Regions from separate parts of the Nomascus leucogenys genome. Here region 1 is linked to region 2. A link is a contact called in public Hi-C data. All regions are on one chromosome and are shown on one strand. The core of a region is the stretch at or near the end of the contact, and the rest is flanking DNA. Distances in the headings are between cores, read along the strand shown. Region 1 holds the start of GADD45B (growth arrest and DNA damage-inducible protein GADD45 beta). Region 2 overlaps GNG7 (guanine nucleotide-binding protein G(I)/G(S)/G(O) subunit gamma-7).

The links. Hi-C and Micro-C count contacts between places; a contact is called where the count stands out from the background.
Region 1: a contact with region 2 is called in a Hi-C map of a lymphoblastoid cell line, with 11 times the contacts expected there. The contact joins the promoter of GADD45B here to the enhancer-like site in region 2. A contact is called at or near these places in 4 of 4 Hi-C or Micro-C datasets (a lymphoblastoid cell line and an unstated tissue).

Annotation. Positions count from the first base shown.
Region 1 is chr17:93,303,866-93,311,420 of Asia_NLE_v1, reverse strand. It overlaps GADD45B (growth arrest and DNA damage-inducible protein GADD45 beta), which reads left to right and starts at 5,988. Exons shown (of 4, transcript XM_030795938.1): 1 at 5,988-6,265; 2 at 6,392-6,493; 3 at 6,892-7,114; 4 at 7,352-7,555. The coding sequence starts at 6,222. The coding sequence ends at 7,465.
Region 2 is chr17:93,164,346-93,171,802 of Asia_NLE_v1, reverse strand. The region is part of intron 2 of GNG7 (guanine nucleotide-binding protein G(I)/G(S)/G(O) subunit gamma-7); the gene reads right to left. Among named protein-coding and RNA genes, the nearest start is that of GNG7, 87 kb to the right of the region's middle. Within about 2 kb of position 1,567, the one cell type or tissue checked has an H3K27ac peak away from gene starts, as active enhancers do. A contact at or near this core is called in a lymphoblastoid cell line, where this site is marked.

The sequences.
Region 1 (7,555 bases), core at 4,739-7,238, 140 kb before region 2:
GCCTTGTTTTTTTGCCCAGGCTGGAGTGCAGTGGTGCGATCATAGCTCACTGCAGCCTCAAACTCCTGGGCTCAAATGATCCTCCTGCTCCAGCCTCCCAAGTAGCTGGGACTACAGGTGTGCCCATCACACCTGACTAATTTTTAAAAAATTATCTGTGGCTGCGCACGGTAGCTCACACCTGTAATCCCAGCACTTTGGGAACTTGAGGCGGATGGATCAAGAGGTCAGGAGTTTGAGACCAGCCTGACCAAGATGCGAAACCCCATCTCTACTAAAAATTAGCCGGGCACAGTGGCGGGGACCTGTAATCCCAGCTACTCGGGAGGCTGAGGCAGAAGAATCATTTGAACCCGGGAGGCAGAGGTTGCAGTGAGCTGAGATTGCGCCACTGCACTCCAGCCTGGGAGACAGAGAGAGACTCCGTCTCTCTCACACACACACACACACACAGAAAGGCCAGGCGCGGTGGCTCACGCCTGTAATCCCAGCACTTTGGGAGGCTGAGGTGGGCAGATCACGAGGTCAGGAGATCGAGACCATCCTGGCTAACACGTGAAAACCCGTCTCTACTAAAAATACAAACAATTTAGCTGGGTGAGGTGGTGGGCGCCTCTAGTCCCAGCTACTCGGGAGGCTGAGGCAGGAGAATGGCATGAACCCAGGAGGCGGAGCTTGCAGTGAGCCGAAGTCGCGCCACTGCACTCCAGCCTGGGCGACAGAGTGAGACTTCGTCTAAAAAAAAAAAAAAATTATTCGTAGAGATGGGAGTCTTGCCAGGTTGCCCAGGCTGGTCTCGAACTCCTGAGCTCAAGTGATCCTCCCCAGTTGGCCCTCCAAGGTGCTGAGATTATAGGCATGAGTCTACCCTTACAGATAGAGGCTGCAGTGAGTCATGATCACACCGCTGCACTCCAGCCTGGGCAATACAGGGAAACCCTGTCTCAAAAAAGAAAAAGAGAAAGAAACTAATCTCACTAGAAGACTGCACTCTCGTGAGCTCATCCAATCCTAATCACTTCAAAGCCCCTGCCCGTGCCCAGCCTGCAATACGTTTTTTTATTTCATTTTTTATTTTTATTTATTTATTTTTTTTGAGATGGAGTCTTGCTTTGTCGCCCAGGCTGGAGTGCAGTGGCGTGATCTCGGTTCACCATAAGCTCCACCTCCCGGGTTCACGCCATTCTCCTGCCTCAGCCTCCTGAGTAGCTGGGACTACAGGCGCCCGCCACTGCGCCCGGCTAATTTTTTGTATTTTTAGTAGAGATGGAGTTTCACCGTGTTAGCCAGGATGGTCTCGATCTCCTGACCTCTTAATCTGCCCACCTCGGCCTCCCAAAGGGCTAGGATTACAGGCGTGAGCCACCGCACCTGGCCACGTTTTTTTTTTTTTTTTTTTTTTTTTTAATCTAAATGAATGCAAAAATCTCTATGCTGGATAAAGTTTTAAAAATGTATTTTGTTTAAAGCCGAATGCGGTGACTCACGCCTGTAATTCCAACATCGTGGGAGGCCGAGGTAGGCAGATCATTTGAGGTCAGGAGTTCCAGACCAGCCTGGCCAACATGGCAAAATGCCGTCTCTACTAAAAATACAAAAAATTAGCCAGGTGTGGTGGAGGGCACCTGTAATCCTAACTACTTGGGAAACTGAGGCAGGAGAGTCACCTGAACCCGGGAGGTGGAGGTTGCAGTGAGCTGAGATCGCGTCACTGCACTCCAGCCTGGGTGACAGAGATTCTGTCTAAAAAAAAAAAAAAAAAAATTATGACAGGATTACTCATACTGATTATTCCTCTCACCTCAGGCTCCAAGATGGCCTCAGTGACACTGTTATTGATCTCATCTTTTACTTTATTTTATTTTTAGACACAGGGTCTCCCCCTGTTGCCCAGGCTGGAGTGCAGCGACACGATCATAGTTCACTGCAGCCTCAAACTCCCAGGCTCAAGTGACCCTCCCACCTCAGCCTCTCACGTAGCTGGACTACAGGTGCGCACAACCACGGTCGGCTAATTTCTAAAATGTTTGTAGAGATGGGGTCTCCCTATGTTGCCCAGGCTGGTCTCCAACTCCTGGGCTCAAGCAATCCTCCTGTCTCGGCCTCCAAAAGTGCTGGGATTACAGAGGTGAGCTTTGGCGCCCAGCCCAAAGATAATAGTGCACATTTCCTGAGCGCTCACCTGATTCTGGGAATTTCCTCCTTCAATGCCTATGATGAAGCCTTTGTGTGACTGTTCCCATCTTACAGAGAAAGAAACTGAGGCTGGAGCTCATTTTCTTTTTTTTTTTTTTCAGACAGAGTCTCACTCTTGTTGCCCAGGCCGGAGTGCCATGGCACGATCTCGGCTCACTGCAACCTCCACCTCCCGAGTTCAAGCGATTCTCCTGCCTCAGCCTCCTGAGTGGCTGGGACTACAGGCATGCGCCACCATGCCCGGCTAAGTTTCATATTTTTAGTAGAGATGGAGTTTCACCATGTTGGCCAGGCTGGTCTTGAACTCCTGACCTCGGGTGATCCGCCCGCTTCGGCCTCCCAAAGTGCTGGGATTACAGGCGTGAGCCACCACAGCCGGCTCGGCTGGGGCTCATTTTCTGAGCTCAAAGGCACAGAGCTCAGAGTCTCTTGAAGATATTCCAAGATACTCCAGATATTCTAAGATGCCTGGAGCCAGGGCTGGAAAAAGGAGGCACAGGAGGGCTTGGGGTCTAGAAAGACAAGGCTGGAGGGTGGAGGACCATGGGGGTCCAGGCAGTCGGTCTGGGAGAAAACAAGGCCGAGTCAGTGTTGACAGAGGAGTAGGGTTTTCCTGCTAAAGACCAGAGGAAGACAGCATCCCAGGCAGAGGAAACAGCTGACAAAAGCCAGGCCTCTCGCAGAGGAGGTTGTTATGGCTGGCACAGGGGACACACGGAGGAAGGACTTGGACACATATTCTCTGAGGCCCTGCTTTGCTCGCCTTATTTTATTTTATTTACTTTATTTTTGAGACAGAGTCTCGCTCTGTCTCCCAGGCTGGAATGCAGTGGCGCAATCTCGGCTCACTGCAACCTCCACCTCCCAAGTTCAAGTGATTCTCCTGCCTCAGCCTCCCGAGTAGCTGGGATTATAGGCATGTGCCACCGTGCCCAGGTAATGTTTGTATTTTTTGTAGAGACGGGGTTTCACCATGTTGGCCAGGTTGGTCTTGAACTCCTGACCCCAGATGATCCACCTGCCTCAGCCTCCCAAAGTGCTGGGATTACAGGCATGAGCCACCATGCCCAGCCCTTATCTTATTTATTTATTTGAGACAGGGTCTCACTCTGTTGCCCAGGCTGGAATGCAATTGTGCAATCCCTGCTCACTGCAGCCAGGAACTCCTGGGCTCAGGTGATCCTCCTGCCTCAGCCTCCGGAGTAGCTGGGATTACAGCCTCCAGAGTAGCTAGGTGCACACAACACACCCCTTTCTTTCTTTCTCTCTTCTTTCTTTCTTTCCTTCTTTCTTTCTCTCTTTCTTTCTTCCTTCCTTCCTTCCTTCCTTCCTTCCTTCCTTCCTTCCCTCCCTCCCTCCCTCCTTCCTTCCTTCCTTCACAGAGTTTCACTCTGTCACTCAGGCTGGAATGCAGTGGCGTGATCTCGGCTCACTGCAATCTTGGCTTACTGCAACCTCTGCCTCCCAAGTTCAAGCAATTCTCCTGCCTCAGCCCCCAGAGTAGCTGGGATTACAGGCATGTGCCACCACGCCCGACTGATTTTGTATTTTTAGTAGAGATGGGGTTTCTCCATGTTGGTCAGGCTGGTCTTGAACTCCCGGCCTCAGGTGATCCTCCTGCCTGGGCCTCCCAAAGTTCTGGGATTACAGGTGTGAGCCACCGTGCCCAGCCTTTTTTTTTTTTTTTTTTTTGTGGGGATAGAGTCTCTCTCTGTCACCACGCCATGTGCAGTGGCATGATCTCAGCTCACTGCAACCGCCACCTCGTGGGTTCAAGTGATACTCCTGCCTCAGCCTCCTGAGTAGCAGGGATTACAGGCACGTGCCACCACGCCCAGCTAATTTTTGTGTTTTTAGTAGAGATGGGGTTTCACCATGTTGGTCAGGCTGGTCTCGAACTCCTGAGCTCATGATCTGCCTGCCTCAGCCTCCTAATGTGCTGGGATTACCCGGCCTGCAATACTTTTAAAAAATCAAAATCAATGCCCAAGTATCCATGAGGAACAAAATATCAAAATCGTAAATAAAGACAGAATCTGACTTTGCACTTATCCCACCCACCTCCCTGATCTTCCTTACCTTCAGCTCATGTTGGCCATGTTGGTCAGTCTGGTCTCGAACTCCTGACCTCAGTTGATCCGCCCGCCTCGGACTCCCAAAGTGCTGGGATTACAGGCGTGAGCCACCGCGCCGGGCCGATTTAATTTTTAAATTGAAATTATAAAATATAAATATGTATGTTGCATGCGTAAAACATTGCATAAAGTTATATAAAATGTTGCAACTGCCACGGTCCCCTTATCCCCCCGCATCCAGCCCAGAGCCCCGCCCGTCCGTCCCTCTCTTCCGGCGCTGAGGGCGCAGAAACTCGGCGCGGCCACCAGATGGCGCCACCGCGCCTCGCAGCCCCGGGACATTTCGTGCCCCAGCGGTGGGCGGCGCGGAGGAGGCGGGATGCGTCAGCCGGGCCCGCGGGCCGGGGAGCCGGGCAACCGGGGAAACCGAGCCGCCGGGCGGAGGCCAGACCCCAGGCTGGCGGGGGAGGGGACTCAGATGTGAGTCACCCGGGAGCCCCCAGTCGACCGTGGGAGACGTTGTCATGCGGGGCCTGCCAGCCTCGCTCCTGAACAGCCTTCCCGGGGCGGCGGAGTCCTGCAGGCGGCCGTGCCTGGCGCACACGCGTGGCTCCAACACGAACTAGACTGTGGCCTCACCAAGCCTCAGTTTCCCCTTTTGCATAATGCACATAAGCATCCCCCCTGCTTCCCAGGTCTTGGATTAAATCATCCATGAATCGGGAGGGGTGGGGGGTGCCAGGTCCGCACCACGCACTCAATGCAGGTCAGCGCCCACCCCGGAGTGAGAAATAAAAGTGGCCGTCATCCTTGCACGTGGGCCCTGGGTGGCGGCGTGCAGCCGGAGCCTGCACCATTCCCCTCAACAATGGCTTTCTCCCGGGCCTGGAGGCCTCCGCACGGGCAAAGGCTGGAACGCCAGGCAGCCGGCGGAGGCGGGGCCGTGCCACCTGCACCTCCCACGCGCACCCCACCCTGAAACTCACGGGGTCGGCGAGGGGGCGCCCGCTTTCTTCTCCAGAACGACCCGGGCTTTGCAACCTCCCACTTTCGGGGCCCTCGAGGAGGCCTCCCGCGACCACCAGGTGACAGCTGATGTGTATTGGGTGCTTACTGTCAGCCGTATTTTATGTCATGCTCTGCAAACCAGCGAGGCCGGCGCTGCAGACCCATTACTCAGACGGGAACAGAGAGGCCGGGAGAAGCGAAATCACCCAGGGGCTGGGGTCGTCGCAGCCAGGAGACACTCCGGCCCTCACCACCACCTGGGCGAGATCAGGCTGCAAACGGGGCCCCTTCGCGGTGCAGCCCCTCCATCCCCAGCAGAACTTGGGAAAGGCGCGGTCCGGGACTCTCCGCGGATCGGGAGGGGATTCCAGGCCCCCCCGAAAGTCCGGGCCGCCTCGCGCGCTGGAAATCCCGCGCGCGCCCCGAACCGCGGCTCGGCTGCCGGGAAATCAGGAGAAAAAAACTTCTGCTTTTTTTTTCTTTTCTGGCATTCGCGGTCACCTACCCGGCCCCCGCGCGCCCTCCTCCCGGTTCTCGCCCCCACGTGGGGCGCCCCCGCACGGCGCTCCTCCCCCTCCCCTCCGTCGGCCAACCGCAGAGCTGGCTGCACTCGCCCTCGTCTTTCCACCAATAGGAGGGGCGAATGACTCCACTGAGGCGGCACCCCAGTGTTCAAGTCTATAAAAGTCGGTGCCGGAGGCTCCCGGCTCAGATCGCCGAAGCGTCGGACTGCCGTTGGTTTCTGCAACTTCCTGGATTATCCTCGCCAAGGACTTTGCAATATTTTTTTCCGCCTTTTCTGGAAGGATTTCGCTGCTTCCCGAAGGTCTTGGACGAGCGCTCTAGGTCTGTGGGAAGCTTTTGGGCTCTCTGGCTCGGATTTTGCAATTTCTCCCTGGGGACTGCCGTGGAGCCGCGTCCACTGTGGATTATAATTGCAACATGACGCTGGAAGAGCTCGTGGCGTGCGACAACGCGGCGCAGAAGTAAGTAGCCGGGGCTGCCGCCGCCTGAGGTCGGCCAGGACCGGATGGGTCGGGTTGGCCCGGGCCGGGAGCGGAACGTAGCACCCGGTGGTCCGCCCGTCACTGATTCCTCTCTCCTGGTCTCAGGATGCAGACTGTGACCGCCGCGGTGGAGGAGCTTTTGGTGGCCGCTCAGCGCCAGGATCGCCTCACAGTGGGGGTGTACGAGTCGGCCAAGTTGATGAATGTGTGAGTCAGACCCCCTCCCCGGGCTGGTTGCGGGTGGGACGGGACCTCCCCTCTGCTCTGGACGCTTTCCACACGCTTGTCTTGCATGGAGCTGGGACTTCCCCAAGTGTCCCCCGCTGTGGATGCAGAGCTTCTCTGCCGTTTTGTGGATGGGGGGCTGCCGTATCCTCATGTATCGTCTGCAAACGCCTCTCCCGCTGTGGGCCTGTCTCCCCCCACCCCATACTTTGAACCGGGTGCTCTCCCCTCCCCCCACCGTCACCAGCTTGCAGAGGCAATCCCCTGCACCCTTGCAGTTTCTCTTTTGCTCTTGCACGCTCCTTTTTTGCAAACTCCCCCTGCACGGTGGCCTCTCCCCTGTCCCCAGCTGACCCATCCCTTCCCTTTGGCCCCCTCAGGGACCCAGACAGCGTGGTCCTCTGCCTCTTGGCCATTGACGAGGAGGAGGAGGATGACATCGCCCTGCAAATCCACTTCACGCTCATCCAGTCCTTCTGCTGTGACAACGACATCAACATCGTGCGGGTGTCGGGCATGCAGCGCCTGGCGCAGCTCCTGGGAGAGCCGGCCGAGACCCAGGGCACCACCGAGGCCCGAGACCTGCATTGTCTCCTGGTCACGGTGAGTCGGGCCTCTGCCCTGCCCCGCCACGCCCGGGCACCTGGGCCGGTGTTTGTCAACAAAGTGGGGCTGACTGGTCCTGCACAGCTCAGCGCTCAACCACGCTTGGCATGTCCCGTGGGCAGCCGGGCTGGGGCCTCCTCACCCAGGGAGCTATTTTGAGCCTGCCTGTTTTCCCCACACAGGGGCCCCGGGAGAGGGAGGCTCGCACTAAACCCCTTCTTTTCCCTCCTACAGAACCCTCACACAGACGCCTGGAAGAGCCACGGCTTGGTGGAGGTAGCCAGCTACTGCGAAGAAAGCCGGGGGAACAACCAGTGGGTCCCCTACATCTCTCTTCAGGAACGCTGAGGCCCTTCCCAGCAGCAGAATCTGTTGAGTTGCTGCCAAAAACAAAAAATAAAATAAATATTTGAACCCCCCTCCCCCCCAGCACAACCC
Region 2 (7,457 bases), core at 318-2,817:
AAAAATCTCTGAAGTCCCTGCAAGGCAAGGCCTGCGGGCTGGAGGGACAGGCTCTTCACACACACAGGAGGACACAGATCGTCCCTGGAGGTGGGCAACCCGGCAGGCACGCTGACGGCCTCGGTGCAGCTCCCCTGCAGCCCCAAATGACGCAGGTCAGTAATCCAGGGACAGGGAGCAGGCTCACGTGTCCCCAGATGCAGGCACACCTGTGCCGCTTTAGTCATCTGCAGAGTCACGAGACCAGCAACCTGGAGGAGCTCCCCTGGCTGCCAACGGACACCCCAGGGCAAGGGGCCGGGTGCCTCCCGGGCAACCCCCCTCTCTGCAGCAGGGGATACAGATGGCAGAGTCTCAAAGGCCTTCCCTGCGTGGGGCAGACACAGAGGACACGCTCTCCCGGGGCCTGCACTGAGGCTGTCAGAGGGCCTGCTGGGCTCCCCGCTCCAGGTAACCCTGTCTGCTGGCACTGAGGGCCTCAGCAGACCCCTGTAGGCCTGCGACCACTGCCAAAATTGGTGTGCCTTCTCCAAAGCCACCTTCTGACCCGCTTTTGAAAGAAATTGAGGTAAGGTTTGCATAATGTAAAATTAAGCATTTTAAAGTGAACAATTCAGTGGCATTCAACACATTCACAACATTGTACAAACATCATGCCTACCTAGTTCTTGTACATTCTCTCTCTCTTTTTTTTTTTTGTTGTGAGACAGGGTCTCGCTCTATCTTCCAGGCTGGAACGCAGTGGCGCGATCTTGGCTCACTGCAACCCTCTGCCTCTCAGGTTCAAGCAATCCTCCTGCCTTAGCCTCCCAAGTAGCTGGGATTACAGGCACGAACCACCACACCTGGCTAATTTTTAATTTTTCATAGAGATGGGGGTCTCACTATGTTGCCAAGGCTGGTCTTGAACTCCTAGCCTCATGATCCTCCCACCTCAGAGTCCTGTGGAGCTGGGACTACAGGCACGTACCACCCCACCCAGCTAATTTTTGTTTTACACTAAAGTATTATTTCATCTTGGTCACTGAGGTTTTTTAGCGCCCCCTTCAATTTTGTGCCCAGTGTGAGTACATTGCTTGCCTGACCCTGGTCCTGCCCTGGGATTTGGGAGCCGACAGGTCCGGGTAACAACTGCAGTTTAGCCGCTCACTTGCTGGAGGACCTCAGGCTCTCTTCCGTGAGCCTCATTTTGGCCATTTCTGGAATCCCGCTGTGCAGGACAGCTGGGTGGATTGCAGTGATGTTTGGGCACCACGTCCTGAGTGCCAGAGCAGACAGGGTCCCGCCTGTTACCATCTTGGACTTCCAGCCTCCAGAACCGAGAGAGAGAAGAAATCTCTGTTGCTAAAGCCCTCCAGCCTGTGGCTTGAAGTTACAGAACCCCAGCAAACCATCACGCTGGGTTAAGGCAACTAGTCCCCAGAGCTCACAGCTGCAGACTGGCCACCGTAGGACAATCCAGTGGGACCTGGGGGTGCCTCTGGCCTATTGGGGGACCCTCGGTGAGCCAATGAACTCAGTGCACTTCTAGAGCTCCTTGACCACGAGTGAGGAAATTGAACGGTACAGGAAAAGCAGGTGAGTGTGCACTTTAAACAGCCAAGGTCTGTCACCACCACCGAGCACCTGCCAGGCTCCCCGCCCAGTGCTCCCAAAAGCGGAGGGCCCCCTCCCTCCCCTAAACTCTCAGAGGTTAATATCACCGGGTCAAGATGATGACAGCATGGGGAAGCCTCTGGCAACGGCCTTGCCCCGGGGGACAGCTCAGGTGGCCTCGGATAACATGACAAAGACCTTCTTTATTTATTATTATTATTATCGCTTTTGAGACAGGGTCTCGCTCTGTCGCCCAGACTGGAGTGCAGTGGTGCAATCATGGCTCACTGCAGCCTCAGCCTCCTGGACTCAAGCAATCCTCCTGCCTCAGCCTCCCGAGCAGCTTGGACTATAGGTGTGCACTGCCATACCTGGCATTTTTTTTTTAAATTTTTATTTATTATTATTTTTTTTTGAGACAGAGTCTTGCTCTGTCGCCCAGGCTGGAGTGTAGTGGTGTGATCCTGGGTCATTGCAACCTCTGCCTCCCGGGTTCAAGCGATTCTCCTGCCTCAGCCTCCTGAGTAACTGGGATTACAGGCAACTGCCACCACGCTCAGCTCATTTTTGTATTTTCAGTCGAGACGGGGTTTCACCATGTTGGCCAGGCTGATCTCAAACTCCTGACCTCAGGTGATCCTCCCGCCTCCCAAAGTGGTGGGATTACAGGCATGAGCTACCACGCCCGGCCACTAATTTTTTTTATTTTTTAGTAGAGACGGGGTCTTGCTATCTTGTCCAGGCTGGTCTCAAACTCCTGGGCTCAAGCGATCCTTCCGCCTCAGCCTCCCAAAGTGCTGGGATTACAGGCGCGACAGACCCTCTTTTACTGTTGCAAGATGCTGACAGGTTTCAGAAGAGGTTTGAACCAAATTGGCCCCAGGGACCCAGGTGGCCCCTGGGATACGTTTCTCCCAGGCCAGGTTTGGTTTCGGTCGGCCTGAGCGTGCAGACACCTGTCTCCTGGGCACTAAACTTGACACTCTCAGTTCCTATCAGGCAGTGTGTGTGTGTGGGGGGGAGGGGGTTGGGGGGGGACGGGGCTCACGTGCCAGGCTTGGGGAAACGTCCTAAACATTCTCAGAAACGACCACGCCCGGCACCTGCCTTGGATGGCTTCCCTCTCGCACTCTGCTTTCTGGGAAGTGGGCCCCTCGCCCCGGGTGCGGCGCCCAGGGTTCCCCGCCACCCCGACCCTTACTAAGCCGCTCAGCCCAGGGATCCAGGGCCCTGGCGAGACAGCCTGGGAGACGCAGAGTGGGAAATGATGACTGAGAGCTGGTATCGCGAATGTCTACACGCAGACTGACTTCAGGGGCGAGGAATTCCGCCTGGCGAGCGTCTAGACTGCGGTGTTTCTGGGACGCTGGGAGCTGGAGCCAGGACAGGTCTCCCGGGAGCTGGGCTGTGCTGCCACCTGCTGGTCATGGCCCGACAGGCGGCCTCGCTGTCACCACTGAGTGAGCTCGAGGTGCCCCGTCCCAGGACCGTGGCAGGAGGGGGTCCCGTCCTGCGTGGGGCTTGACGTCAGGTGGGCAAGACGGTGCATAGCCTGAATCTATTTAATGATTTATTTGATAATACCATTTAAAAATCTCTCTTAGGCCGGGTGCGATGGCTCACGCCTGTAATCCCAGCACTTGGGGAGGCCAAGGTGGGAGGATCACTTGGGCTCAGAAAGTGGAGACCAGCCTGGCCAACAGAGCAACACCAGCTCTCTACAAAGATTTAAAAATTAGCCAGGTGTGCTGGCGGGCGCCTGTAATCCCAGCTATGCAGGAGACCGTGGCAGGAGAATCGCTCGAACCCGGGAGGTGGAGGCTGCACTGAGCCTCGATTGCGCCATTGCTCTCCAGCCTGGGCGACAGAGTGAGATTCTGTCTCTAAAAAAATAAAAAGTAAAAGTAAAAATAAATAAAAATAAAAATCTTTTTTTTTTTTTTTTTTGAGACAGAGTCTCGCTCTGTCACCAGGCTGGAGTGCAGTGGTGCGATCTCAGCTCACTGCAACCTCCACCTCCCGGGTTTAAGTGATTCTCCTGCCTCAGCCTCCCAAGTAGCTGGAACTGCAGGCACCTGCCACCACGCCCAGCTAATTTTGGTATTTTTAGTAGAGACGGGGTTTCACCATGTTGGCCAGGATGGTCTCGATCTCTCGACCTCGTGATCCGCCTGCCTTGGCCTCCCAAAGGGCTGGGACTACAGGTGTGAGCCAGCGCACCGGGCCAAATCTTTCTTTCTTTTTAATAATTGGATTGACTTTGGTCTACGGTCTCCCCTGGGGCCCCATCCTTCTCTGGGGTGGGGCCATCCTGGGCACTGCACGGTGCTGAGCAGCATCCCTGGCCTCTGCCCACTCCATGCCAGGAGCTCCCCAGTTGTGATAACCACATATGTCCCCAGACATCGCCCAGTGCCCCCTGGGGGCAGCATCACCCCCATTTAAAAACAATTCCAGGGTAGCAGCCCAGGCTGCAAAGAAGGTGCGTCTGGGACCCCGGCATTTCACATCGGGGTGACCCAGCCTGGGTGAGGGGAGGGGGCCTCTGTGAGAAGACTGAAGCCGGGACCCCCCCAGGCAGGACCCAGGCTCCCACGGCACAAAAGCCCCAGGTCCAGGGCTCCTGGAAATGTTTTAAAATCCAGTCGACGAAAGATGAATAAAATACTTGTGAGTGTATAATCATGAATCCAGTCTGGATTCTGTTTGTTTTTATGCCAAGACAATTGTAAAACACAGCTTAGGATTTTTTTTTTTTTTTTTTTTTTGAGAGAGTCTCGCTGTGTCGCCCAGGCAGTGGTGCGATCTCAGCTCACTGCAACTTCCACCTCCCACTTCAAGCAATTCTCCTGCCTGAGCCTCCTGAGTAGCTGGGACTATAGGTACCCACCGCAACCCTTGGCTAATTTTGTATTTTTACAAAATTAGAGACGGGGTTTCACCATGTTGGCCAGGATGGTCTCGAACTCCTGACCTCAGGTGATCCGTCTGCCTCGGCCTCCCAAAGTGTTGAGACTACAGATGTGAACTACCGTGCCTGGCCAACTTCGGACATTTTTTGAGTAGAAGAGGTGGCCCAGGAGGGCAAATGTGCCCCAGGCCCTGAGCATCCCAACATGGCCCTGCAGCTGGGTAGAACCAGCCAGGGAAAGGGATGGTGTTTAAGGGACGTGCAAAAGGAATTCAGATGAAGAATTTCTGATGCGAGGTTAACCCAGCTGGTGGCTGCAGCCTACTTCCTGCCACAGGCTGCACACTGTCTCTTGCTGAGTTAGCGCCTACATTGAATTAGGTGAATTCGCTTGAACTATACGTTGAATTAGGTGTTGAATTAACACATAGGAGGGGCTTTGGGCTCTCAGCCCCTCATCTAAAGTCCATTGTCTCAAGCCACTGCCTCATTGGAAGAGCAGGTGTCTACACTGCCTGGAGAGGGGGAGATCCTGCATTAATTATTTGGGGAAAATGCAATCTGTCACCTGCTCACAGTGGACACCAAAGTAAACTCCCGACGGTGCAGACGGCATAAACCAGGGGGGCCCCCAGCTCCTGGGACTCACCTCCTCTCTCCCTCCCCACTCAGGGTGTGGATTTCAATCCGTGCAGCCTGCTGAGACCTCAGTAGGAGAGAAGGTCATGGAATGTAGAGTCTCTTGGGGATCCGTGGATTCCCCTAACCTGGGGGGGTCTCAATCAGGGGTGATCCTGCCCCCAGGGGACACTGGGCAATGTCCGGGGACATTTGTGGTTGTCATGCCTGGAGGTGCTTCCGGCATGGAGTGGGTGGAGGCCAGGACGCCACTCAGCACCCTGCAGTGCCCAGGATGGCCAGACCCCAGAGGATCTAGCCCCAGCTGTCCACAGTGCCTGGCAGGAGAGATCCTGATTTAATTATCTGGAGGTGGGGGGAAGATCAAGGGTCCCTGGCTATGCCAAGAAACTCAGACTGCGGCAGGCAGCGAGTAGATCCTGAATGAAAAAGGTGCGAATCAGACAGAAGCTCGCAGCCTAAGGCCAGCGAAGGCCACGGCCACAGCGACATCTAAAGGCCGGCAAGTGCAATGCAGAATCCACCCAGGGAACTCGGGCCCCGCGCCCACCCCTAGGGTAAAGGGGGCCGGCCTCGCACAGGTGGGTTCGTTGCAAGCGTCTGTTGCGAGACCACATCCTCACCACCCGGTGAACCGCACTGGGAGCAGCCTCAAGGTTCGAGAGGTCCCAGGAGGGCGGGAAGAGGGTTCCTCCAGCTGCAGCCTGAGCATGGTCGCCAGAAAGCAGGTGCAGCGACTTTCCCTAGCACCCTCTCCCTGCCTTCCGTGTACCTGCAGGGGGGCGCTGCACGTCGGGTCTCAGGCACGTGTGCGGTGAAATGCACACAACATAAAAGCTCCCTTTCCAGACATCCAGTGGCATTCGTGCAGCCATCATCTCTAGCTAGTTCTAGAACATTCTCGGCCCCCCAAAAAGACACCCCATCCCCATCAGCTGTCACTTCCCATCCCCCTCCCCAGCCCCTGGCACACACACATCCCCTTCCTGCCTCTCTAGACTGGCCTGTCCTGGACATTTCATAGAAATAGGAAGACACACTACGTGGTCTTTTGGATCTGGCATCTCTCACTGAGTGTGACATGCTCAAGGTGCATCCATGCTGCACGAGGCCTGGGTCAGAGTTTCATTCATGGCTGAGTCTCGTTCCAGTGTGTGGAGGGCCACGCTGTTTATCTATTTACCCACGGACGGACACTTGGGTCATTTCCACCTTTTAGCCATTGCGAATCGTACTGTATGAACATTGGTGGCAAGGTTCTATTTGAATACCTGCTTCCAATTCCTCTGGGCACATAACTAAGAGCGGAATTGCTGGGTCATGTGGTGACTCCGCATTCAGCCTTTTGAGGAACCGCCAGACTGGTTTCCACGGCGGCTGCCCCATCTTGCATCACACGTCAATCCTCAATGCCAAGGCATTCCTCAGCTTTTAAACAAGGCACTGAGGCAGGAGGCAGGCAGCTGATTGTTCAAGGTCACCCCGGAGACGTCGGCAGAGCCAGAACTTGCAGCTGTGATTTGTGCCGTGGCTCTAGCCCAAGCCCTCCTTCCCTGGCTTCAGTGCCGGGCTGGGCAAGGTGTGTGGAACAGCCCAGCTTTCTAGGCCACTTTCGGGGTACTGGGCAGCCGCCACTGTCTGCTCTCAAGTGCCATCTGTGACGTTCTTTTTTTTTTTTTTTTTTTTTTTTTTTGAGACGGAGTCTCGCTCTGTCGCCCAGGCTGGAGTGCAGTGGTGCGATCTCAGCTCACTGCGAATTCCACCTCCCGGGTTCACACCATTCAGGCTCCCCCAGACCTCCGCCTCCAGGGAGCCCTCTGGAGTGTCCTTCCTCCTGCCTTCAATGCTCCTCCCCATCCTGCAGGGGTCCGCAAGGATGTCCCCTCCTTAGAGACCCTCCTGGACACCACGTGGCACAGACTCTCTCCTCTTGGTGCCACCTCATCCTATTTTGTCTTTTCCTTTTTTTGTTTTTTTTTTTTTTGAGATAGGGTCTTGCTCTGTTGCCCAGGCTGGAGTGCAGTGGTGCAGTCACAGCTCACTGCAACCTCAGCCTCCTGGGCTCAAGTGATCCTCCTGCCTCAGCCTCCAGAGTAGCTGGAACTATACAGGTGTGCACCACCATGCCCGGCTAATTGTTTTAATTTTTTGTAGAGATAGGGTCCTGCTATGTTGCCCAGGCTGGTCTCAAACTTCTGGCCTCAAGTGATCCTCCCGCCTGGGCCTCCCAAAGTGCTGAGATTACAGGCGTGAGTATTTCCTTATCTTCTAAGACCCTCTGTTTGGTTTGCCAGTGTGTCTGGGCATGGGC